Regions from separate parts of the Mus musculus genome. Here regions 1, 3, 4 and 5 are each linked to region 2. A link is a contact called in public promoter capture Hi-C data. All regions are on one chromosome and are shown on one strand. The core of a region is the stretch at or near the end of the contact, and the rest is flanking DNA. Distances in the headings are between cores, read along the strand shown.

Region 1 (4,349 bases), core at 1,364-3,863, 2.5 Mb after region 2:
TGAAAAGGATGTCTACCCACAAGCTCAAGTCTATAAAGCTGAGTTATTTCCTTCACTTTTGCATTAATCACTCTGCTTGACAAAATACTTGACAGAAACAGCTCATGGAAGAAAAGCTGTGTGTCTGGCTCATGATTTCAGAGAAACTTAAGTCCATCGTGGCGGAGAAGGCATACTGTGTGGGGGTGGGGGGTGGGGGAGGCTCAAGAGGGAGTGGCTGGGATCTTATGTTAGAGTCCAGTGGCCTTCACTCCATTCTATCCCTCACTCCCAGTCTTGTGAAGGTCACTTGAAACAACCATTGTTTCTCTGATCAGAGGACAGTGTTTCACTAGGTCTACTAACAGAACTGAGATTATAGTGATGTAGGTCCTGGGGTGGTGACTCAGTCAGTAAAAATCTGCATGAAAACTTGGAAGACTCAAAGTCAGATCCTCATTACCCATGTAAAAAGTGGGGTACAGTAGTACCATCTGTAATCCCAGCACTGGAGAGGAAGAGACAAGAGAATCCTTGGAGTTTGCTGGCCAACCAGTCAATCCATTTATAAACAACTCTTTTGGTGAGAGTCTCTCTCTCTCCCCCTCCCCCTCTCTCCCCACCCCCATCACCCCCCCACACACACACACACACAGAGGGAGGAAGGGAGGCAGGGAGGGAGACAGTCAAGGAGGGAAGGAGGCAGGGAGGGAGGGAGAGAGGGAGTAACTGACTAATGGAAAATGAAGAAAGCCAGGAAGAGCATAATAATCTATAAAGCAGTTAAAATTCATTGAGTACGGGAGCATGAGAGGGAAAGGGTTAAAGAGAGGGAATCCTGGGAGGTTGTGGGATTCTGCCATTCCACATTTCATTCATGGGAACAAAACCTTTGTGTTTTCTTATGTTGAACACATTTCCACAGTGCATGCTCTCAGAAGACTATGTGACCCTAAGTCCAGTTCTGAACTACTGTGAACTATTGCACTCTGAGACTGGAGTATATCCCTCAGTTTTCTTCAGTTATTACAATGTAACAAAACACCAAAATCTGTTAGCAGTCAGCGGCCTGGGGATCCTTGGCTCGATCCAGTTGAGACTCATGAGTAAGCAAGGAGAGAAACTAGAACCCAGGGGGCAAGCACAACGGCTCAAGCCAAGAATGCAATAATTTAATTTTCTCTTCTTTCCTTCCTTCTTTTTTTTTGAGACTGTTTCTTTGTGTAGCTTTGAGTGTCCTAGAACTAGTGCTGTAGACCAGACTAGCATCTCAGAGATCTGCCTCTGCCTTTAAAGTGCTGGGATTAAAGGCATGCACCACTACCGTCCCACACTTTTTTTTTTTTAAGGGTTTTTTTTATTTTTAATGTATGAGTATCTGCATGTACACCTGCATGCCAGAAGAGGGCCCAAGATTTCACTATAGATGGTTCTGAGCAACCATGTGGTTGCTGGGAATTGAACTCAGAACCTCTGGAAGAGCAGCCAGTGCTCTTAACCCCTGAGTCATCTCTCCAGCCCCACTTTTTTTTTTTAAGATTAATTTTACATATGCATGTTTGTGTTTTCCTGCATATATGTGCGTGCAACGCATTGGTTCCTAGTGCCTGTGATGGCCAGAGAGGGTAGTAGATCTCCTGAAACTGGAGTTTCAAATTATTGTGAACTGACTCGTAGGTGCTGGGAACCCAACCCAGGCCTTTGACAAGTGCAGCCACTGATCTTGGCTGCTGAGCTTTCTCTTCCATCCCAACTAAAATGTTTCATTTAGTTAATTTCTGAGATGGTTTCATATATCCCAGGCTGGCCTTGAATTGGCTATGTAGCTTAAGACTTCTATGGGGGCACACGCCTTTAATCCCAGCACTTGGGAGGCATAGGCAGGTGGATTTCTGAGTTGGAGGCCATCCTGGTCTACAGAGTGAATTCCAGGACAGCCAGGGCTATACAGAGAAACCCTGTCTCGAAAAACAAAACAAAACAAACAAAAACAAAAACAAAAAAACCACAAAAAACAAAAAGACTTCTAACTTGATTTTTGTGCTTCAACTTTCTGAATGCTGAGATAACATTATACAGACTACAGGCACGACACGGGATTTACACACCTGTGCATAAACTAAGGGTTTGTGGTTGCTAGGCAAACACTCTTCCAAGTGAGCTATGTCCCCAGTCCCCTGTGTGATGAGAAAGCCTGGGTGCGGTCGGTACACCGAAGCAAATGAACATGGGAGCAAGTCAGATTTCAGAATTTTAACTTTTGATTCCTATTTTTGTCTGGCTTCAAGCTGCACCAAAGGGGCACCTCAGTATCTCTATATAGGCAATCTAGATTACCTTCTTCTGCAACCCTCCTAACCACACGAGGCGACAAAGAAAAACATTATATTTCGGCATGTCCGGAGAACCTCTTTCTCAAGCTCCCTCCGGGCCCCAAAGCGCAAGCGCCACTCTCTCGCTTCCTCACGCCTTCAACTCTGGATCACTGCGCACGCGCGCCCTGGCTAGCACCCTGGGGTGGGGACACGCCCAGGTACAGCACGCACCGCGGTTGGTCGGAAGAGGACACCTGATCGCGGTGTCTTCGCCTGAGCATGCGCAGAGCGCCCCGGCGTGCCCGAGACCGCACGCTGAGGCGTGTGGTGCGCGACCTCACCCGCCCGCCTCGGTCCCCGCCCCTTGGCCTGCCGCTCCGCCCCCGCGGGGCGTCCCGGGCCGCTCGTCCCCTCCGCGGCGGCCGCGCGCGGCCCGGGGTCGCCGTGAGTACTCTCTAGGCTGGCGTGTGGGGAGGCTGGAGTGGGGATGGGGCGGGGCGGTCGGGCTGCTGGCAAGGTCCGCCCTGCCTGAGGGACCAAGTAAGGGATGCTGACAGGCTTCGCTCGGCTGGGCGGCTGGCGGCGGCGAGCCGCAGACGGGTCCTTAACGGGGAAGGCCGGAGCTGAGGGCTTTGGGGGACACCTGGAGAAGAGGCCTCAGGCCCTGCCCTGCATGCGCAGGTGTCCTCGCGAGCGTCTTGGTCTTCTCCCTCCGCCCGGGCTAGGGTTAGCGCTGGCCCGCGGGTCTCGCCCCTCCGCACCCTCCTTCGCCCTTTGTTTAGTAGCCTAGTCCTTTTGACACTTCCGTTGGAGTGGAGTTTTCTTCTCCTAGCACACTGAGCTGGAAGTCAAGCCCAGAATGTAGACGTTGAGATCAGAGGCGTCTCTTGACTAGGTATACGTTAAATGGTCACTCTGAAAAGTGCCAATGGACGTAGAGAAAAAGACCTTTGTGGGTCGTCCGAAGGCTTATTTACCGTTGGCACGATCTCATAGAAATAGACCAAGCGTGTTAATGCGAGCTGCCATCCCCCAGAATAAACACTGAGCCTAACAGCACACTTCTCTGGGCACTCTTAATAGTCTCTATTTGATCTAGCTCCTCTTGAAAGGTTCCAGATCTGCCCCCCACCCCCACCCCGAACTAGTTATTACATGAAAAAATGGATAGATTTGGCCCTATCAAACGTTCAAGTTACTTATGCAAGTTTTGTGACCTCCCTAGGTTGGAGTATTAAATATGTAACATGAAAACTTTGAACTAGGTCATCTCTCAGCCCCCTCTTTTTTTTTTTTTTTCTTTTTTAATGAATTCCGTGCTCCACCATCTGCCTTTTCCCACTCTCCAGCTTTTAAATCTACTCTCCATTCCTGAGAGAAGGCCATGGAGTGTTGAGGATTCAAGTCTTTTTTTACTAAAACAGTCTGGTTGGAGAAGCTGGTCATTTCATAACTGTCTTTTCCTTAGAAAAACTGATTTTTTTTACCCCCTCCTTTTAATAGCATCAGAAACCAAGCAGCAAACCCTGAGGAGATGCTCAGTTTTCCTTGACTTCTACAGTGAAAGACCTTGAGAAAGTTGGCACTTCTAGCCTAAGCTGCCCTCATTCTACTGCTCACCCCAAGACAACCCAGGCTGGACTGTAGTGCTTCCCTCTTCGTCCAGAGCAGCATTTGACTGTTTTCAATCTAAAAGAACCCTGGTCCCAAACTTCATAATTGGCACCTCAGCTGCTCTTGAAGGTGAATGAAGTCTTGATTTTTAAAAAGCATTTTGTGTGATTTTTGTCAGTTTAGTAGCAGCATTTAAGTTCTTATACTTACCTCCTATTTGGCCTAGGTACATAGCTGAGGGCTCATTCACTAATTCAGTAAATGTGTTATAGAGGCTGAGAATGGTGAAAACAGTAAAATCTTTGCTTATAGAGCTACAGTCAGGAGTGAGAGAGATGGCTCAGCAGTTAGGACCACTGGACTGCTCTACCAGAGGTCCTGAGTTCAGTTCCCAGCAACCACATGGTGGCTCACAACCACCTGTAATGGGATCTGATGCCC
Region 2 (4,598 bases), core at 695-3,194:
TTTGAGCCCCAGGCCCCACATATCCCACCCCCAACCAAATAAATTGTAACAATGTTTTTAAAATCCCCAACACCACCATAAAGAAAAATAATTTGACTTCTAGGTTTTCAAAAGGTGGCACAGTCCTTTAATCCCAGCACTTGGGAGGCAGAGGCAGGGGGATTTCAGAGTTCAAGGCCAGTCTGGTCTACAAAGTGAGTTCCAGGACAGCCAGGGCTTATACAGAGAAACCATGTCTTGAAAAAAAAAAAAAAAAAAAACTCATGAATTTTGCCTTGGACTCCTGAATTCTGGGAATACAGGTGTGTGTCACCATATCCTGCTTTTAGGGTGTTTTTCTCATAGGAGGACAAGGAAACTTGGAAGTAATCAAGCCTAATGGGAAAATGTAGGGCAGTGGCTGAGGCAGCATGCCAGGAAGAAAGGGTCTGGCTTCCTCAGCTATGGTTCACCTCTCCCCCTCTATTTCCTTAAGACTGCTGGCCTAGAAGGATGGGGAGCATGGGTCTGACCAGCAGCAGCCTTGGCAGTTGCTACCTATGTACTATGTACTGCACCTCCCTGCAGGTCAGGGTAAGATTTCAGGGCCCTTTTAGGAGAAAAAGTCCTTGTGACCAATAAAACAAGGGACTTTGCTCAAGTTTTGACAAGTTATTTTAATTGGCATTGTATATTTCTTACTTGATCATTTTTCTGGGTAACCTGCATTTGGAATGTAAACCTGGTTATTTCCATTAAAGCAGGCTAGTTAGATTCCTCCTGTATTATTTTCTTCCAGACTCCTGCAAACGTTAAAGCTGGAGGTTAGCATTCAAACTTCCTTGCACTTGTTGACCTGCGTTAGATCAAAATTCTGGACATTGGGGTAATGGGCAACGGTGATGCATGTAATGTAATGGAGGATTACTGGTGTGCAAAGCCCCTTTTCTGTATTTCTGAAAACACCCGAAGTAGCCTTGCGCTTTTCATATTATGCAGTTACCAATGCTTGAGTAAGTGAAGAGAATGGAAAACTAAACCTTTCCCATGCCCTTCCAGGGGTTCCCTCCCTAGCCCTTCCTTCAGAATACCAAGTAGCTCAGGCTGTACTCAAAGGCGCTACATTGTCGCAGATTACTCCAATTTACACTTCCTGGTCTGTGAACTTTGTGCATCCTAGGCAAGCACTCTCCCTACCGAACCACACCACCAGCTCAAACTTACCATTGTATTTTAAAATAATTTACCCAGCTGTCTGACAGCAAGGCTGAGGTGAGAACCGCGAAGGCTCAGCTTCCGGGTTTCACTGGGAGGCTCCCCAGAGCCAGCCTCTTGCAAAAGCCGTGGTGTTCCCAGAAAAGCTGCTCGGGTCTGTAAGCTGGTTGGATGCCGGAACCTTTGGTTCCAAGCGGTGCAACGAGCCGGCAGCACCAAGGATCTTCCGGGGAGGGAAGGCGCATCGCCATGGCGGCAGCGCCGTTCTTGAAGCACTGGCGCACCACTTTCGAGCGGGTGGAGAAGTTCGTGTCCCCGATCTACTTCACCGACTGTAACCTTCGCGGCAGGTGTGGTCCTTGGCCTACCACACCCGCGCGCTCTCCCCTTCCCTTCCGGAGGGAAACCCAGGCCGTGGCCAACCGGGCCGCGGAACAAAGTTCCCGCCACTGCCAGGCCAGGGGCTGGGGAGCGAACGGTAGAGGTTGGTCTGTGCTGCTGAGCTGCCAGGCAGTCCTCACGGCCTTAGCCAAGGGAGAGCGTTTCCCCAGCCATCCGCTGGCTCACGGGTGGGACAGGGGCGGCTTCGAGCATGCGCCCATCAGCTGCTCCTGCCCAGGCTCTTCGGGGACAGCTGCTCGGTGACACTCTCCAGCTTCCTGACGCCCGAGAGGCTTCCCTATGAGAAGGCGGTGCAGCAGAACTTCAGCCCTGCGCAGGTCGGCGACAGCTTCGGACCCACGTGGGTAACGCCCAGTTTGGCGAAGCTCCGCCCCACGACCAAACCCTAGTCTGCTAGATAGCAGAGTGGCGCCCTCTGCTGAGAGAAGCTCCTTTATCCTTCGGCGTCTTCACTTGAGTATTTTCATCCCTGCTGCCTCTCCCCCTTTCCCTTTATTCTTTGACCATTTCTCTGATGCTGCACATGCATGGAGAACATCTTAAAGCCGAGGGTTTCCACTCCTAGGCCCATCAAAATGGCTCTCTTACAGATGGTGGACCTGCTGGTTTCGGGTAGAACTGGTCATCCCTGAAGTTTGGGTGGGCCAGGAAGTTCATCTTTGCTGGGAAAGCGATGGAGAAAGCCTTGTCTGGCGTGATGGGGAACCTGTCCAGGTGAGGTGTCCTCTCTTAGAGCCAGATACTGCCACAGATTAGCCTGGTTTTTGGAGAAGCCACAGCTGAATGAATGGGTCTCCAGAGTAATTTCATGATTTCGGAACTGAGGAAATTGCCAGTGTTTAGACACACCCGAAGAGGTTATCAGATCCCATTACAGATGGTTGTAAGCCACCAGAATTTGGACACCAGTGTTATAAATCCCCAGTTTTCATAAGCTAGTTTTATTGTGTATAGTACATATGTATTGGGGGAAACTTCAAATCATTCTAAAATGATATAAAGTAAGGTATTAAGTTATCTTCCCATGAATAATGAATTTCTTTTAACTGCACTTCACATTCCCCAGATGTTAAATGTTAAATGTCATACCAGGTTTAATCTTTGTAATGCTATGTGATGACACTTTATATCCATTATAGATTTTAAAAAACTAAGACATTTCTTTGTTGGTCCATGCAGCTTCCGTTTCAAAGTCCAGTAACTGGGTCCTAAAAGAAGTCAGAGCCCTAGCCGGGCGTGGTGCTGCACGCCTTTAATCCCAGCACTCGGGAGGCAGAGGCAGGTGGATTTCTGAGTTCGAGGCCAGCCTGGTCTACAAAGTGAGCACCAGGACAACCAGGGCTATACAGAGAAACCCTGTCTCGAAAAAACAAAAAAACAACAAAAAAAAAACAAACAAACAAAACAAAACAAAAAAAAGAAGTCAGAGCCCTATCCAACTTTCTTCTCTTCGATGGCACCCACCTAACTGAACACTGAGGATGAACCAATCTATCTCAAACTCCTTGGGCTTCTTTTTTAATTAATATAACCCAGAACCACCACAAATTCTAGACAAATGTTCTCACCACTGAGCTAATCCATCTCCCACCTCCCGTTTAATTCGAGAAAGGGTCTTGCTGAATGATCCCTGATAGTAGCCTTGATCTTGTTATTCTCTACCATGGACCTCCCAAGTAGCTAGAATTATAGACCTGTATTAATATATCTGCCTCACTCCATGGGGTTTTCTTTTATATATTCATGGGTAAAAAGGCTACCAGAGGGGGTTGGAGAGATGGCTCAGTGGACTGACTGCTAAGAGCACTGACTGCTCTTCCAGAGGTCCTGAGTTCAAATTCCCAGCAACCACATGTGACTTACAGCCATCTGTAATGGGATCTGATGCTCTATTCTGGTGTGTCTGAAGACAGCATACAGTGTACCAATACATACATTAAATAAATAAATCTTAAGAAAGAAAAGCTACCAACCAGGCCTCCTAATCCCTGCCCAAGATCCTTCCCATAAGACCATCTGTAGGGACCTTGAAGTTAACCCAAGACACCCCAATTCAGGTTCTTTGCACAAATGAAATTGATTTGTTTCAGAGGGCAGAGAATAAGAGACAAAGACAGGAGACCGAGGACAAGGGAGAAGGGAAAGAGGTGTTTGTCCCAGAAGACAAAGGTCTAAGAAAATGGCAGTCTATAAAGCTACAAGAAGAAAGCCTATGTTGGGATGAGGTGGTCTAATCCCAAATAAGAGAATAGACCTTGGTGGCTAGCTTTAGGGATGTAATCTAGCAGTTTTACAAGGCAGAAGGAAGTGGGAAGAAGGGCAAGGCCTGCCATAGCCGTGCTTGCCGAGCTCCAGCTCCCCAGAGTCCCTTCACCACTGCTAGCAAACATAAACTGCGTGCTGGTCACCGATGGGTGGAACACTTGCTACCAAGGTTCCCTGATTACTTTATCCTAGCCTTTCCTGGTATCGGTGATTCAGGGCAGGGCAGCTGGATGGCAGAGCCTGGCCCTCATTGGCTTTACTCGACCTTCGAATTTTCTAATGGCCTCAAGCCCGGTCTTCTCTTTTCTCTACCAGGGTTTGACCAAAGAAGGCGAAAAGACCAGTTATGTCCTGAGCGAGAGGCTGCGAGCATCAGACCCTCGGAGGTAAGCATCCGCTTACACAGATGTGTTCACATAAGTGAAATCTTAATATCTCCTTTCTCGTGGTAAATATAAAAGAACATGGGGAAATTAATTACTCCTATTATCCTTCTACCAGGGATGACCATCTTTTTTTTTTTTTTTTTTTTTTTTTTTTTTTTTTTTTTTTGGTGTTTGGAGACAGGGTTTCTCTGTGTAGCCCTGGTGCCCTGGCTGTCCTGGAACTCACTTTGTAGACCAGGCTGGCCTCGAACTCAGAAATCCGCCTGCCTCTGCCTCCCAAGTGCTGGGATTAAAGGTGTGTGCCACCACCGCCCGGCAGGGATGACCATTCTTATCATCTCCGTCTTCATA
Region 3 (4,301 bases), core at 367-2,866, 2.3 Mb before region 2:
AAAACCATGAGATTTGAGAGATAGGTTGGTAATTAGGATGATTCAACACCCTCTTCTGGCCTCCTTGGGCACCTGCACACACATGACATACACTAACATTGAGATACACATATAAATAAATCTTTAAAACATAAAAAGAAAAGCCCAAGTCTTGAAAGAGTGAGTAAGGGTTAGCCAACGGTGTACAGGAGTGTTGTTTCAAGAGAAGCAGAACTATTCAGTTCAGCCTCGTGAACAATGAAGTTATACGTGAGCTCTTGCTTCCATCTGAATGCATCGCAAATCCAGACTCAGTTTCTTGGTATGTGAGTTTGGTTACTGTGTCCTTCCTAGTTTGTTTCAGTTTCATGGAGATGATTTCGAGAATAGTCATGCCCTTGAGACTTTCTGAGAAGACTGTCACAGTTGTTAAGGTCAGGAAGCCAGTGGATCAAGTGGACTTCTAAACAGTAATGGAAGAGAGGAGCCAAGGATAGCGTGCTGGTATGTGCTTAGGCGGTGGCATTCGCTGGTGTAGGTGACAGACACATAAGGACTCAGTCACTGGCTTGGGTGGCAGTGGTTGTGGTGGTGGTTTTGCATAGGAGATGCCTGTGGTAACAAGCGTTAGGATATATTCCTCTAAGCTTAGGAGATGGGTTTGAGTTGTAGGTAGGCTAGAGAGCATCAGCTTATGAACGGATAGCTGGAGCCAATAGACAGATGAATGAGCCAGAGGAAATGAAATCTGGTGCAAAGCTCATGTCACGAGATAGAGTTAATGACAGTACACTTAATAGCTGGGCAGAGAAAGGCCCTGGTAGAGGAGACTGGGATGAAGCAGGCTTGGAGGCCAGGAAGTACAGAATAGTTTTGGAATTATGGAAGCTAATACAGTTTGTCTTAGCAAACATACTAAACAAACAGTTAAAGCAAGAGCTGGGGTATTAGCAAATAGTTATGCCTACCTTTATCACAGGCATTTTTGGAAGTGGAAACCAGTCTGAGAAGGGATAGGAGTGGGGAAGAAAAGGGCAAACCAGACAACTCCAAAGAGTCCGCTAACCAAAAGACAAGACAGGGAAGACATAAGGACTCTCCCTGGCGGGGCCAGAGAGAAACTTAGGACACCATCACGTTTAACTGCTCCTGGGAAGAGAAAGGTTGAAGTTATAGGAAAGTATGGACATTTTAATTCATTCAATTAGTCGATTGCCTATGTGTCCCATTAACCCGGCCTTGTTCTCTTGAGAATGCACGAGTGGGCGCCTCATTACATCACGGCTTAACACAAGGCTTTACCATGCAGGGAGAACTTGAGTCCCAATCCTGGCTCTTTCCTACAAGACAGTCCTGCAGACATCGCGGGACCTCAAAACCTCACGGTATACTTTTGGGCCCACAAGAAAGTAACGGAACCTATGGCGTCCCGTTGTCAAAGTTACTAACCTCCCAGGGTTCCGCCCCCCCACCTCCAGCTCTGGAGAACAACAGAGGCTGCGCAGAGACCCGCCTACCCGCTGGCTCCGCCCCGCTCTTTCTTTGTTTCGCCGGTCCGAGGATCTCGCGAGAGTTAGCCGGCAAATCCCGCGAGCGCGGACCCCGGGCCAGCTCTGCGGCTCTCGCGGTGCCTGCGCGAGACTGCTTCCTTCCTCCTTTCCCCTGCCCGTCCGCCCGTCTTCCTCCCTCTCTTCCCGGCCTGGCCTCCCCCTCCTTCCCCCGCTGGCCCCCTCCCCGCAGGGATAATATGGTCTCCGGCGATGGACTCCCCAAGTGCAGGTCAGTTCCCGGCCGCCGCCTTAGCGTTGGCGGCTGGTGGCGTGCGCTGCTGTACATCCGTGGCCCTCGCTGTGCTCTGCTTACGGTCACCCGGGGGGGCGGTCGGGCCCTCAGGGCTTGGTCGTTCTCTCCCCTCGGGGCGGAGGCCGCGAAGGCCGGGCGTCCCCGCCCGCGCGTCCCGCTCTTCAGCGGAGCGCTAATTCCGCCCCTGGCCGGGGCCCGCTGCTTGTTGGCTGCAGCCTCCAGGCCCCCAGGAGGAACTGCTGGGGCAGGGACAAGCCCACGTCTTTCTCTGCCCGCCCCCCTTTTGTGAGCATTGAGTGTCGGAAGACCTGGCTCCCTTGTTTGGCTTTCACTCTGCTGGCTGATCCTTCTACCCAGCATCCTGGGATCTCCCTTTCTTTGCTCCTGGAAGTGGAGGGGCTGTCGAGGCTGAACGTTAGCCGGTTCCCAGATCATTTGTTGCAGTCTCCTCCCCCATCCACCTCCCTCCACAAAAGAAAAACACTGTTCTTTCTGAATGGACTGTGCTTGTCTTTTCTGGTTTTGGAAGAAGATCTTAGAGCAATGTTTAAGGGTCTCACCCATCCAAGTAATGAGGCCGCATAATGAATTTTTATCTACCTCACCCTTTCTCACAACACTGAGAGTGGGGGCATATTCAATTAGTGCATAACCATTAAGGGTATATCTCTTAGTAGAATCTAATGTGCCAGTTTACCTAGATATTTTGATGGTCACTTTAAAAATCATCTTTAGTGTTCTGTTGTTGGATTTTTAATTGCCTTTTGAACCTCTAACAATGGTTTTGTCAAAGCATTATCTCTGTACTTAAGCATGTTCAGGGCACGATTTCTGAATGCTTGTACATCATTTAAACCATTCTTATGGTCTCTTTGCAGACATTTAACATTTCTAAGATTGAAAAGCCATTGGGTGGGTAATGCTGTAATCCCAGCATTCAGGAGACAGAATGGGCGATTATTGCCTCTACTTGCAGGCTCTCCTGGGTTGCCCAGTGAGGTTAAGTCCACTCTGGGATACAGTGACAACACCCTGTGTCAACAGGCAAGGTAGAAAGCTGTCTGTCTCACTAGTTTCTGTTTGACAAGAGTCGAGGTTTAGAATTGTCCCCTTGCAGTCCCGTGGAGACGAGTCTTGTGTCTGTGGTATGGGACAGTCAGCACCTCCATCACTGCCTCCATGGTTCAAGGTGGCCCTCGTAGCTGCCCCGCAGGGTAATGCAAATGTGCAATATTCCCATCAGCTTTCCATCACACACAGAGTTCTGCTGAGCAAAAGTTTGGGTGTTTTCTCTTTGAATAAGGTTCTTGGTAACTGTAGTTAATGTACTTAATGTATTTGATGGAATGTATTTAATGAAAGGCATTTGTTCTTTTTCTTCTCCAGGATACACCTTTGAGTACCTTATTGAAACATTAAATGGCAATTCACAGAAGAAGTTCTTCAATGTACCTAAACTTGGCGGCACCAAGTATGGTAATGTTGCTTTACGTTTTTCGTGGGCTTAGTTTCTAGTAGTTACAGTGCATTGGTCAAGGTGAGCAGAAGACATTTTATAAAACTTCCTTTGGGACTTTTGGTTGAGAACAATAGAAACCATACCTCGATTTCTTCTTTAAACTTTTAGTTAATTAGATGCTGCCTCTCCTCCCCTCCCCCCAGAAGCTAATCTTATTTTTAAAAGAGAACATCATAATCTATAGTGACTGAATGTGTGTGTTAACTTTTTCAATGGTCAGTGCCTCTGGTTATTGTTTTGTTTTTGTTTTTTTCAGGACAGGGTTTCTCTGTAGAATGTGACTGTCCTGTCATCCACTCTGTAGACCAGGCTGGTCTCATACTCAAAGATCTATCTGTTATTGCCTTCCAAGTGCTAAGATCAAAGGCAGGGACCGCTACTGCTTAGAGCCTCTGATTATTCTTTAAAAATATTTATCATCTTTAAATAGAATCATCAACTGAGCCCACTGGTTCAAATTGTTCTTCACTGCTAGGCTTGATTCTCTGACACTTTGGTAAACGTTTTCACATTCCTCATCGGGGTCAAACCTTTCATCGCATTCTCAGAAAAATGAACGTGCTTAACCTGGCCATTGGATGGATGGAGTCTTAACTTTGATTTTCAGTTGTCTTTTGTTTTGAGACATGGTCTCCTAAGTGGCCCAGGGTGGCCTTGAACTGTCATTTCTGTCTCAGTGCTGCAGTGGGAAGAAGGTCCCACTAAGCACAGCTTTTGATTTAGTTGACAGTTGAGCAATTTTTCTAACAAGACCAAAGAATAGAAAACCTGTTTGGAAGAATGGTTGCTGGTGTAAGCTTTTATGAAAAAAATTCATGGCCAGCCTTCTACAGTTTGGAGAGAGATTTTCTTTAGTCCTGTTTTATTGCTCCTTTATAAATACTGCAGATTTTTATGAATTTAAATACTCTTCATGTATTATATGTATCTATATGCATTTTGAGACAATGTAGGTATTTTTTTTCTTAGAACTATATTGCTCTTTAAAAATAAAAATAAC
Region 4 (4,444 bases), core at 878-3,377, 2.5 Mb before region 2:
ACTTTCTTTTTTTTTTTTAAAGATTTATTTATTATTATATGTAAGTACACTGAAGCTGTCTTCAGACACACCAGAAGAGGGAGTCAGATCTTGTTGGGGATGGTTGTGAGCCACCATGTGGTTGCTGGGATTTGAACTCTGGACCTTCGGAAGAGCAGTCGGGTGCTCTTACCCACTGAGCCATCTCACCAGCCCCAGACATCACTTTCAATCATGGGTGTTTCCTTCTGCAAACTAACTTCATCTTCATTCATTATTTGGAATTAAAGGAAGTAATAAGTCATTTCTGTATTCCAGCTTGAGGGATTAATGGTGTGTGCTAAGGCTGAGCCACACCACAACTAGAAAATGGTTTTCCAAGTAAACAACACAGTCTTAGAGTTCACAGTGTGATCAAATATCCTGCAACAAAGTTTCTTTGTGTAGCCCTGGCTGTCCTGAAACTAGCTTTGTAGGCCAGGTTGGTCTCTAACTCAGATCCAACTGCCTCTGCCTCCTGAGAGATAGGATTAAAGGCATGGGCCATCACTGCCAGTCTGCAAACTCTGATTTGTCCTCAACATGGTTTTTGTTTTTGTTTACCACGTTGAAACATAGAAACTGGGGTAATCTAAACCTGTGTTTCCTGGCCTTAGTTACTTATATTTGGTCAGACTAAACCCCCTCTTACTCTTTTTGAAGTAAGAGTTATAGTGTGTAAATGGAGAATGTGAGTGTGGTGTGTGTGTGTGGGGGGGAGAGAGAGAGAGAGAGAGAGAGAGAGAGAGAGAGAGAGAGAGAGAGAGGGAGGGAGAGAGAGAGAGAGCGCTTGAGTGCTTGAGTGCTTCATGGCTTCATGGTAGGTATCCTTACCTTAGCTTTTGAGACAGGTCTCCCACTCACTAAACAACCTGGGGCTCATCATATCAGCTAGGCTGTCTGGCAATGGCAGCAGGATTCACCTAGCTCTGGATTTTCATTGCTGGGGTTATAGATGCTCACTCTTTCCTGACTCTTTACATGGGTACTGGGTATTGAATTCAGGTCCTCATGCTTTTGAAACAAGCACCTAACCCACTGGGCCATCTCCCCAGCCCAAGAGCTGTGTTTTCTGAATTTATTTTATGAAAACACTTACATTTGCTAAAAACTTCAGATTGTACATTTACATCAAGTACTTTTTAAAAGATTTGTCTATTTTATGTATATGAGTGTTTTGTCTGCATGTAGGTGCCTGTGCCATATTGGTATCTGGTGCCCTGTGAGGCCTGAAGAAGGTACTGGATCCTCTACATCTGGAGTTACAGACATTTGTGAGCCATCATGAGGGTGCTGGGAACTGAATCCGGGTCCTCTGCAGACTAATAAATGCTTTTTATTCAGTAAAGCTATTAAAAAAAAATAAAAATTAGCCAGATGATGGTGGAACACGCCTTTAATCCCAGAACTCGGGAGGCAGAGGCCAGATCTCTGTAGGTTTGAGGCCAGCCTGGTCTAGCGAGTGAGTTTCAGGGTAGCTGAGGCTATGCAGAAGAACCCTGTCTCAAAAAACAAAACAAAAAAATGAAAATTTAAAAAAAAATGTAAGAATCAAGTTAGGCGAGGTGGTGCATGCCTACAGTCCCTGTACCTGGGAGATAGAGGCAAGAAAAGAGGAACCCCTGGCAGTCCGGGGTTCAAACCCAGCCTCAGCTACATAATCAGTTTGAAGCTCCATGATACTGTCTTAAGAAATGAAACAAAACAAAACAATGTTTGAAAATAAGCAAGATATTTGTCCCAGTGGGACCGCAAAGTTTTAAGGGGCGCACAATCCCCCAAATAAAGAAGGCTGATTGGTCCCCTAATAGGTCGGAAACAAAAAACTCATCCAAACAGCTTTTCAATGAATGAAGCGGGAGGAAGGGGAGGAGGCTTCCGGGTCGCAGCTGGGCCCGCTCCGCGCGTCATCAAAAGATGAAGGCGGTGATTGGTCAGCTAGCGGCAGCTGTGCAGCGGGGTCCGGAGCGGGGCGGTGAGCGATCGAGAGACCCGAGCTAGGGGCGGGGCCACACGGAGCCTCGGGGCGGGGCCGTGAGGGGCGGGCTTGGGAAGAGGGCTATGCGCATGCGCCCTGGTGTTGCCGCTGTCGCCGCGGTGAGGGAAGTGGACGCGATGGCCGGGTCCGCGTGGGTGTCCAAGGTGAGCGCTACAGGGCAGCAAGCTCGAGGGCGAGCAGGGAGAGTAGGCTGTGATCCCGCCTGATGGATGGCGGAGGCGAGCGCGCGGAGGCGGCTCATGGCCCGCGGGCAGTGTTTCGGGGAATGTGGCCGGCACGCCGTGCGTGGCTAGCCCTGAGCCGGGACAGCCGCGCCGGGCGGGGACGGCGTCAAGGTCAAGGCGGCCAGTACTGCTCCGGGTGTCCCCACCAGTGTCCTCCAGGATAGGTGCACAGGCCTCCCCCGGAGCCCTTGAGGGTCACAGACAGGCCACCTAGGCCCCGCGGCCCTGTCACCTGCGGGTCTCCGGGCAGCATGCCCAGGTCGCCCCTCCCTGATCCCTCAGCCTTTGACCGGGTAAACGCTGGGCGCAAGAGGGTTTTCGAGGTGAGGGAATCCCGGGCCGTTAGGCCAGCCAGATTTTTCTCTCTCTTGGAACTCTTCCTAGTCTGATGCCTGGTGCCCTGGTAGGTATTCCTCCTTCAGAGGACGCAGGGCATCGTGCTCCTTGGAGTTATACTCTGAACGTTCAGGGAGATCGCATCATCGTCCTTTCACCTTCAGTTGTTGGGACCCAGCGATCTGGGACTCTCTAGTTCTCCCTGATAGTTCAGGTACTAGAGCTGGAAGGCGCTTCAGGTTACATATGCAGTCTTTTCGTTTCCTGGTGGAGCTGACCTGCCCTCGAAGACAAATTTGCTCAAGGTCATACAGGAGGTCATTGTCATCTTTGAGAGAAACCCGAGGTATTTTGATTTTCTGTCTCTCCGGTGGCCAAGGTCACTTAGCTAATTATGGATATAGTACTGACCAGGCCGTAGGTCATCTGATGCCGTCGTGGGTGGCTCTCTAGAAGTCTGCTATAAGCAATGCAGATTTTTAAATGAAATTTGTATTGCCCTTCTCCTTTAAAGAGAGGTTTGGAGATGCACTATTGTTTATTAATAATTCAATTTAGGGGTTCTTAATTTTAAATCCTGACAAAGCCATTGGCCAATTGTGTATCCTCTGCAAACTATTTAACATCTGCGAACCCACCTGTAAGATACATGTGCTTGTGTCACAGGTATTTCTGCATGAAAGCACCTATTCCATGTAGAAGGACATGAAAGCCTGAAGCTTTCCTAGCTATCGATGTATCTGTCTTGGCAGTGATCAAGCAGACAGTGATTCTGGGACATCAGTAACTAGGCTTTTTTGTTTGGTGACTAGAATCTACGTTGTCACTATGTTCAGACCCACTTTTGCTTGAGATGCTGTTAGGTCACATTTGGTTTTAAAGGTGTAGCAACAAGTCAGTCCTTTAATGTCTGGGCTTACACACTCTACCTGATTCATGTTGCTAGGTGTAGTCAGCCTTGGGGGACTAAATAAGGCTAAGTAGTAAAGAGCGTCCTGGAAAATTGCTTTTTCCTTTAGCCCTGTAAGAAATCCACAAGAGTTCAGAACTTATTGGCCATAGGGTCAGAAGATGCTCCCCTGGGACTTGATTGCCTGTGTGACCTTTGGCAGAGTGGCCCAGGCTTTGGTTCAGTCTCTCTCAAGGGATTAGGGCTTAAGAAGGGGCTCCCGAGGTTAACTCGTGCTGAAGTACCAAATGGTATTTGGATTTTTATAGTACTGGGCTTCCTTTCAGGCAGGGCTTTGTTTTGTTTGAAGACAGTGTCTCCACTAGTCTAGCTGACGCTATAGGTAAGGCTGACCTGATCTTCCTACTTCCACCACCTTCCAAGTTCTGGAATTAGAGTTATGAGCCACCACACCCAGTGTCCGTTAAAGTTTTATTTGTTTCTTTTTCTTTTTTTTTTTAAAAAGGGTCATTTGCAGATCATAGGTGCTTTCCCAGTGAGAAAGTGAAGGTTTTAGAGGTTTTCAAGGCTCCAAAGACAATGATGAGCCTGGCTTACTTCCTACACAGTATCTCTTGGTTTGGGTTGGAATATGAAGGTAAAAAGGAAGCGAGGAGCCACAGGGTTAAGGTGATCCAGGGCCTGAAATCAAGGTCGGGAAGGTAAGGCTAGGTCCTCTTGCCTGAAAACGCGTCTCCTTGGGAATTACAGGAGTAAAATGATTCACAAGTATAGTATAAGGTGAAAGACAGTGTGTCATGTGAACTTCTCTCTGGATGGACTTTGTCAGTGCATTATTTCAGTCCAAGAACATAGAGGAGAGATGAAAATGTGGGAAATCCCAGCTGTTAGAAGACAGCCATTGCAGGCATGGAAGCTGGGATGGGAACCCTCAGCTACAGGCAGGATTGAGGATGG
Region 5 (4,773 bases), core at 1,575-4,074, 2.6 Mb after region 2:
GACTTGGGGGAAAAATGTCCTTTATTTACAGTTGATCCTGGCTCAAATTTATCATTTTCTTCAATAATTGTAGGCAATCACTGTAGTATTAACAGTTTTTGTCACTAAAAATCTGATATTTTCACATCATATTACAGTTGTTGCAGGTTATCTCAATGCAATTTATATTCATTACTCTTTTGACATTATATAATTAGGCCTGTTGCTACATGCTACTTAATGTGCAACGAAGTACATTTGTAACTACGCTACATATTTTAAGGTGTTTAAGTACTTAACATTGGTTTCTTACTTCTATGTATTTTACTGTATATATTTAAGTGAATTTTCTGAGATCAGGTTGACAGACCAAACTTCCAAAGGCATCTAGACTGTAAGAGGTTAAGAGCTGCCGGGCTTGGTGGCACACGCCTTTAATCCCAGCACTAGGGAGGCAGAGGCAGGCGGATTTCTGAGTTCGAGGCCAGACTGGTCTACAAAGTGAGTTCCAGGACAGCCAGGGCTATACAGAGAAACCCTGTCTCGGAAAAAAAAAAAAAGAAAAAAGAAAAAAGAAAGGAAGGAAAAGAGGTCAAGAGCTTTTTTTTTGTCATTTATATTTATAAATTGCTTAGATACTTTAAGTCCTGTAACATGGATTTCAAGGTTCTTCATAATATATTCACATTTTATCATCTTCATCTTTCTCCCAGCCCTACTCTTCCTTCATACAATGCTCTAGCCTTATCGGACAACACTCTTATCAGGAGGCAGACAGACAGGTTTCCTTTGATTAACCCTAGTTAACATACAGCAGCTATGCTTTCTTGGGCTTTACCTCATACAACTTTTTCTGTCAAGTGAATTTTTTGTTTAAAAGCCTGTATTCCCCAATACTGTGGGACTGTAAGAAGGCTGCGTTTTAAATATCTTTATATCTTGTTCTTAAATTAGTAAATGAGAAAGACACTTTGAATTGTCAAGGCTGAGTGTACAGGAATGTCTAGGGCGAGTGGATGTTGGGCTTAGAATCCCATAATTGGCTCATCTCTGTTTTGGGGGAGGGGCTAAAAATGTAGATGGTTTTTAAGCTTTGAGCCTGGACATATAGCTTATACAACCGGGTTACCAGGAAGAGGAAGGGTCCATAACTGAGGTGATCTGATTAGGATTGGAGATGGGAAGCAGAAGTGGTAGCCGATGCAAAGAGGATCCGAAAGCTTACGGCCGCCTTGGCTACCAAGCAATTCAGTGAGTCCCTATTGCAAAAACCCAAAGCAAGAGCAAAAACTGAGAGAAGCTGGGGATAGGGCTCAGTTGAGGAGCACGGCCTAGCACTAGCTGCAAACTTCCCGCCTACATGCCCTCCCCGCCTCCCACGCACACGGAACCGTCCTGACTGGAAAGGCAGGAGTGGCTTCCCTTCTCTCAGTTCCCAGAGCAGTCATTTAATTCTTTCAGTCTTCTGCTAAAGCTTCTCATCTTATCTTCAATTCTTTCTCGTCAAAGGATTCCTGCTTTTAAGGTTTGGAAATCAACTCCCTCAGCTTCTTGTCTATTCACACCACTCATCGCTCCTGTGTAGCTTGCTGGACTCTACCCTTAACATTAGTCATCTAGTGAGCTATAGTTTGTTGGAGGGGTATTAGTTTTACTTAAAAAAAGAAAAAAAAAAAAGCATCCTAGGTGATTCTAATGGACGGACAAGCTCGTGTTCTCCTGCTGTTTTTCTCTTCTCTACCCCTCCTCACCCTTAGTCATTCACTTTCAGGTTCCATGGCTCACCCTTCACTCACCCATCACGCCCCGACCTCCCCAAGTCAGGACTGACCCAGAGCCCAGAATCTAGTGCTTGTTCTACTCACTGAGCTAAACTTCACTTTATTCTTTGAGGCAAGGTTTCACTATGTATCCCCTGCTAGCCTGAAACTCGGCGTGTACTACCATATCTGCTTTTTTTTTTTTTTTTTTTTTTTTTTTTAAAATTGGCTCAGACTGGCTTCCCACTTGGAGATCTAGCTGCCTTATTCTTTCAGGAGCTAACAGGCCAGCCATCCCAGGCAATCAGCCATCTTCAAAAACAGCCTTTGCACCTGCATCTGATTATTTCTTGCACTTGTTATAGTTAAGTTTCCCCCGCCTTGTGATCAAGATTGGCCTTAAATTCACTCGCCACATAGTCTAGTTGTTTCAAATGGAAGTCTACCTGCGCGGTTTTTACTAGGTATATGCCAATCCTCTTGCTTTTTACTCTTAGGTTGTTTGTCACATGCCTTTGTACTAGCCTTTCTCTACTCCCATTTTCTTTCTGGCCAGTTTCGGTCCACCAAGGTTTTAACACGAGTTCTCCACAGGCCTGAAAGTCATTTGGGAAAAGTCCTCTTCTGCAATCAAGGACCCCCCCCCCCCCACTCCCCCGTTTGTGTTCAGCTCATCCCGTGTTATTTTACTGTGTTACCATTGCGGATTCTTTGTTTCCTACATCACAGCACTTCAAAAGAGCGGATATTTTTTCATTTTCTTCTAATATTCTGGATTTTACAGCATAGAAACAACTCAGTGAAAAGTCTGTGGAATGAATGGAAAGAAATACTTGGCCACGGGGGCGGGAACAAGTGGGGGGAGGGGCGTGCGTGTGTGGAAAAGGGGCGGCGCTGAGAATCCAGCTGCAGAATGAGGAAGGGGCTCGGACACACTAGAGTCTGCGTGGAGCGCAAAGCGATCCACTGCTTCCAAAAACTGAGACAAACCTAAGTAGGGAGGAGGCGTCTTACCTATTCCTCAGGCCTCACCAACCCAACCAGCCTTCAGGGAGCTCTGTACTGGCCGGAAAGTGAGACTTAAGGTCGTAATCCCAGAGTTTGCCTTTCCAACCTTACGACGTTTTTATGTAGTAATCGAGAATCTAACACGGAGGTCTCAGCCCTGCCGTAAAGTGAAGAAGGAATGGGGAGGCGGGGCCATTCGGAGGGTGGAAAATAGGCGTGTCCGCGCAAGCGCAGGCAGCCCGCTCCAGCAGCGTCACGTGCGGAGGCGGGGCCGGGCGGGGCTGTCCGGGGCTTGGCAGCAGGGGGCGTGGGAGGTAAGTGCGCGCGCGCCTGCTCGGCTGCTGCTGGAGAGCCGCGCGGGGCGGGGCCGCGTGAGCGGGGTCGGGGGCGCGCAGGCCTGAGAGGACTGGGGACGCAGAGGCAGTTGGCGGTGGCCGTCGGAAAGTCCTGGCAGGACGGGGAGGGACTGCGGCGGAGATACCGGTCCCCGGGCAAAAGCAGGGACCGCGGTTTAGCTTCCAACGCGTGCTCTCTGGGCGGGGTGCGGCGGGGGATGTGCCTGCCCAGTCCGGGCGGAGTCTCTCTGACAGGGCGGGGGATGCGCGGCCGCCGCTCTCTCGGACCCTGAGGCGACTGGGCCCACCCTCGCGGAACCCTCCTACCCCCCGGCGGCCTCGGCCTCTGCTTTCTCCTTCTGACCCTGGAAACCGAGCTGGGGAAGCGGCTACCGCCGAAGAGGAAGGGGCTGTGGTGGCCACCGCGGCGCAGCCAGAGGTAAGACCCGCCCCAGCACCCAGCGGCCCTGCCGCCTGGCCTGGCCCGGCCCACGTCTCCCGCTCGGCTCTTTGGCTCCCGGAGGGCTGCCCCGCCCCGCCCCGGCGGAGACGCCCCGCCAGCAGCTCTGCCCCTAAAGCCTAGCAATCGCCGGAGTACCGCCGGGATTCCACCCCCAGACTCGACTCTCCCGTACCTTTCATTGACCAGACACCATTCTGTCCACCAGTAGCCGCGGCGCTTCTGTCACTGGCCCCCTTCCACCTCCTGCTAGAACCTCTTTAGACCCTCTTTAGGACTCTGACTGGAACCTCTAGACACCGTTATGTCGGAGCGGATCCTTGTCTGGGAACCAAGGCCACTACTGCTTCCTAATGCATTGCTACGTCCCAGATCTTTGGGTATCCTACGAGTCATCGCTACCCGAGCTTTCATAGGGACCCTCACGCAGCTTACTTCCAGTCAGGTTTGCTAGGTTTTCCCCCTACCCATACGAGCTTTCAGATAGCCCAATGTCATGATGCTCTTACCTAGTAGGTCTCCGGTTAGCCCTTCAAATCACCATCAGAGTGCTGGATCGCCCCCTCACACCCCCCCCCCCCCCGCCCTGGTGTAGTTTCTCTAGAAGACCTCTTAAGCAAACCTTGTTACCTGATTTCTAACCAATCGGGATCTTTGGTTGAAAAGAAGTTTCCAGGAAAACTCGAAGGGGTTATTTACATAGTCCAGTATATTCACTCCATTGGATTTTAAGGAGTCAGACTGAGACCCATGTTTGGAGCCTCAGGGACTGGTTGCTGAAAGGGAAAGAGAGCAAAGAGTGTGAAAGCCCAGGCAGGGAGGGTATGTGTGCTGTTACAAGGGCAAGCTGCTTGCTCCTCATCTTGTCTCTTCAGTAGAAGGAAAGAACCAGTCTATATCTTGTCACTTCTGGGCTTCTGTAAGGATTAAGTTGCATTACACCAATGAAGATAAGTAACTCTTCATATATTTGTCTCAGCACTGTAGATTTGTACAGATACACAGGTTTTTAACTAGAGGAGTTTTGGATTTACTGTTTTTGAACTTGTTAGAAAAACAGCATTTATAGCTGTTCTTAATCCCTGAAGGCTAATGTTTTTAGTATTTTTTTACCACCCAGTCTTCTCCAAGGACCAAGTATAAGTGTCATTCAGAATTGAAGTTATTATTAACAGCTTTCTTAGTAGTAGTAAAATATTGAATAAAATGTTTGTTGAAATTATACTCCTGA

Evidence for each region. Promoter capture Hi-C pulls out the DNA fragments that hold promoters and counts their contacts.
Region 1: a contact with region 2 is called in a promoter capture Hi-C map of erythroid cells, with 33 times the contacts expected there. The contact joins the promoter of Parp6 here to the promoter of Man2c1os in region 2. A contact is called at or near these places in 2 of 39 promoter capture datasets (erythroid cells and liver).
Region 3: a promoter capture Hi-C map of erythroid cells shows a contact between it and region 2, with 19 times the contacts expected there. The contact joins the promoter of Ireb2 here to the promoter of Man2c1os in region 2. A contact is called at or near these places in 2 of 39 promoter capture datasets (embryonic stem cells and erythroid cells).
Region 4: a contact with region 2 is called in a promoter capture Hi-C map of erythroid cells, with 26 times the contacts expected there. The contact joins the promoter of Idh3a here to the promoter of Man2c1os in region 2. A contact is called at or near these places in 2 of 39 promoter capture datasets (erythroid cells and liver).
Region 5: a promoter capture Hi-C map of erythroid cells shows a contact between it and region 2, with 28 times the contacts expected there. The contact joins the promoter of Senp8 here to the promoter of Man2c1os in region 2. A contact is called at or near these places in 2 of 39 promoter capture datasets (erythroid cells and pre-B cells) and 1 of 9 other capture datasets (liver).

The regions. Positions count from the first base shown.
Region 1 is chr9:59,614,671-59,619,019 of GRCm38.p6, forward strand. Parp6 (poly (ADP-ribose) polymerase family, member 6) reads left to right here and starts at 2,614. Exons shown (of 24, transcript NM_001205239.1): 1 at 2,614-2,738; 2 at 3,798-4,037. It overlaps Gm51709 (a long non-coding RNA gene), which reads right to left and starts at 2,454. Exons shown (of 3, transcript XR_003948337.1): 1 at 2,317-2,454.
Region 2 is chr9:57,129,346-57,133,943 of GRCm38.p6, forward strand. It overlaps Man2c1os (mannosidase, alpha, class 2C, member 1, opposite strand), which reads right to left and starts at 1,945. Exons shown (of 2, transcript NR_102289.1): 1 at 1,204-1,945; 2 at 637-782. Man2c1 (mannosidase, alpha, class 2C, member 1) reads left to right here and starts at 1,432. Exons shown (of 26, transcript NM_028636.2): 1 at 1,432-1,544; 2 at 1,814-1,936; 3 at 2,187-2,310; 4 at 4,177-4,247. The coding sequence starts at 1,444.
Region 3 is chr9:54,862,139-54,866,439 of GRCm38.p6, forward strand. It overlaps Ireb2 (iron responsive element binding protein 2), which reads left to right and starts at 1,617. Exons shown (of 22, transcript NM_022655.3): 1 at 1,617-1,758; 2 at 3,169-3,258. The coding sequence starts at 1,740.
Region 4 is chr9:54,584,384-54,588,827 of GRCm38.p6, forward strand. Idh3a (isocitrate dehydrogenase 3 (NAD+) alpha) reads left to right here and starts at 2,128. Exons shown (of 11, transcript NM_029573.2): 1 at 2,128-2,160. The coding sequence starts at 2,134.
Region 5 is chr9:59,747,825-59,752,597 of GRCm38.p6, forward strand. Senp8 (SUMO/sentrin specific peptidase 8) reads right to left here and starts at 2,825. Exons shown (of 2, transcript NM_027838.3): 1 at 2,754-2,825. Myo9a (myosin IXa) reads left to right here and starts at 3,350. Exons shown (of 44, transcript NM_173018.2): 1 at 3,350-3,521.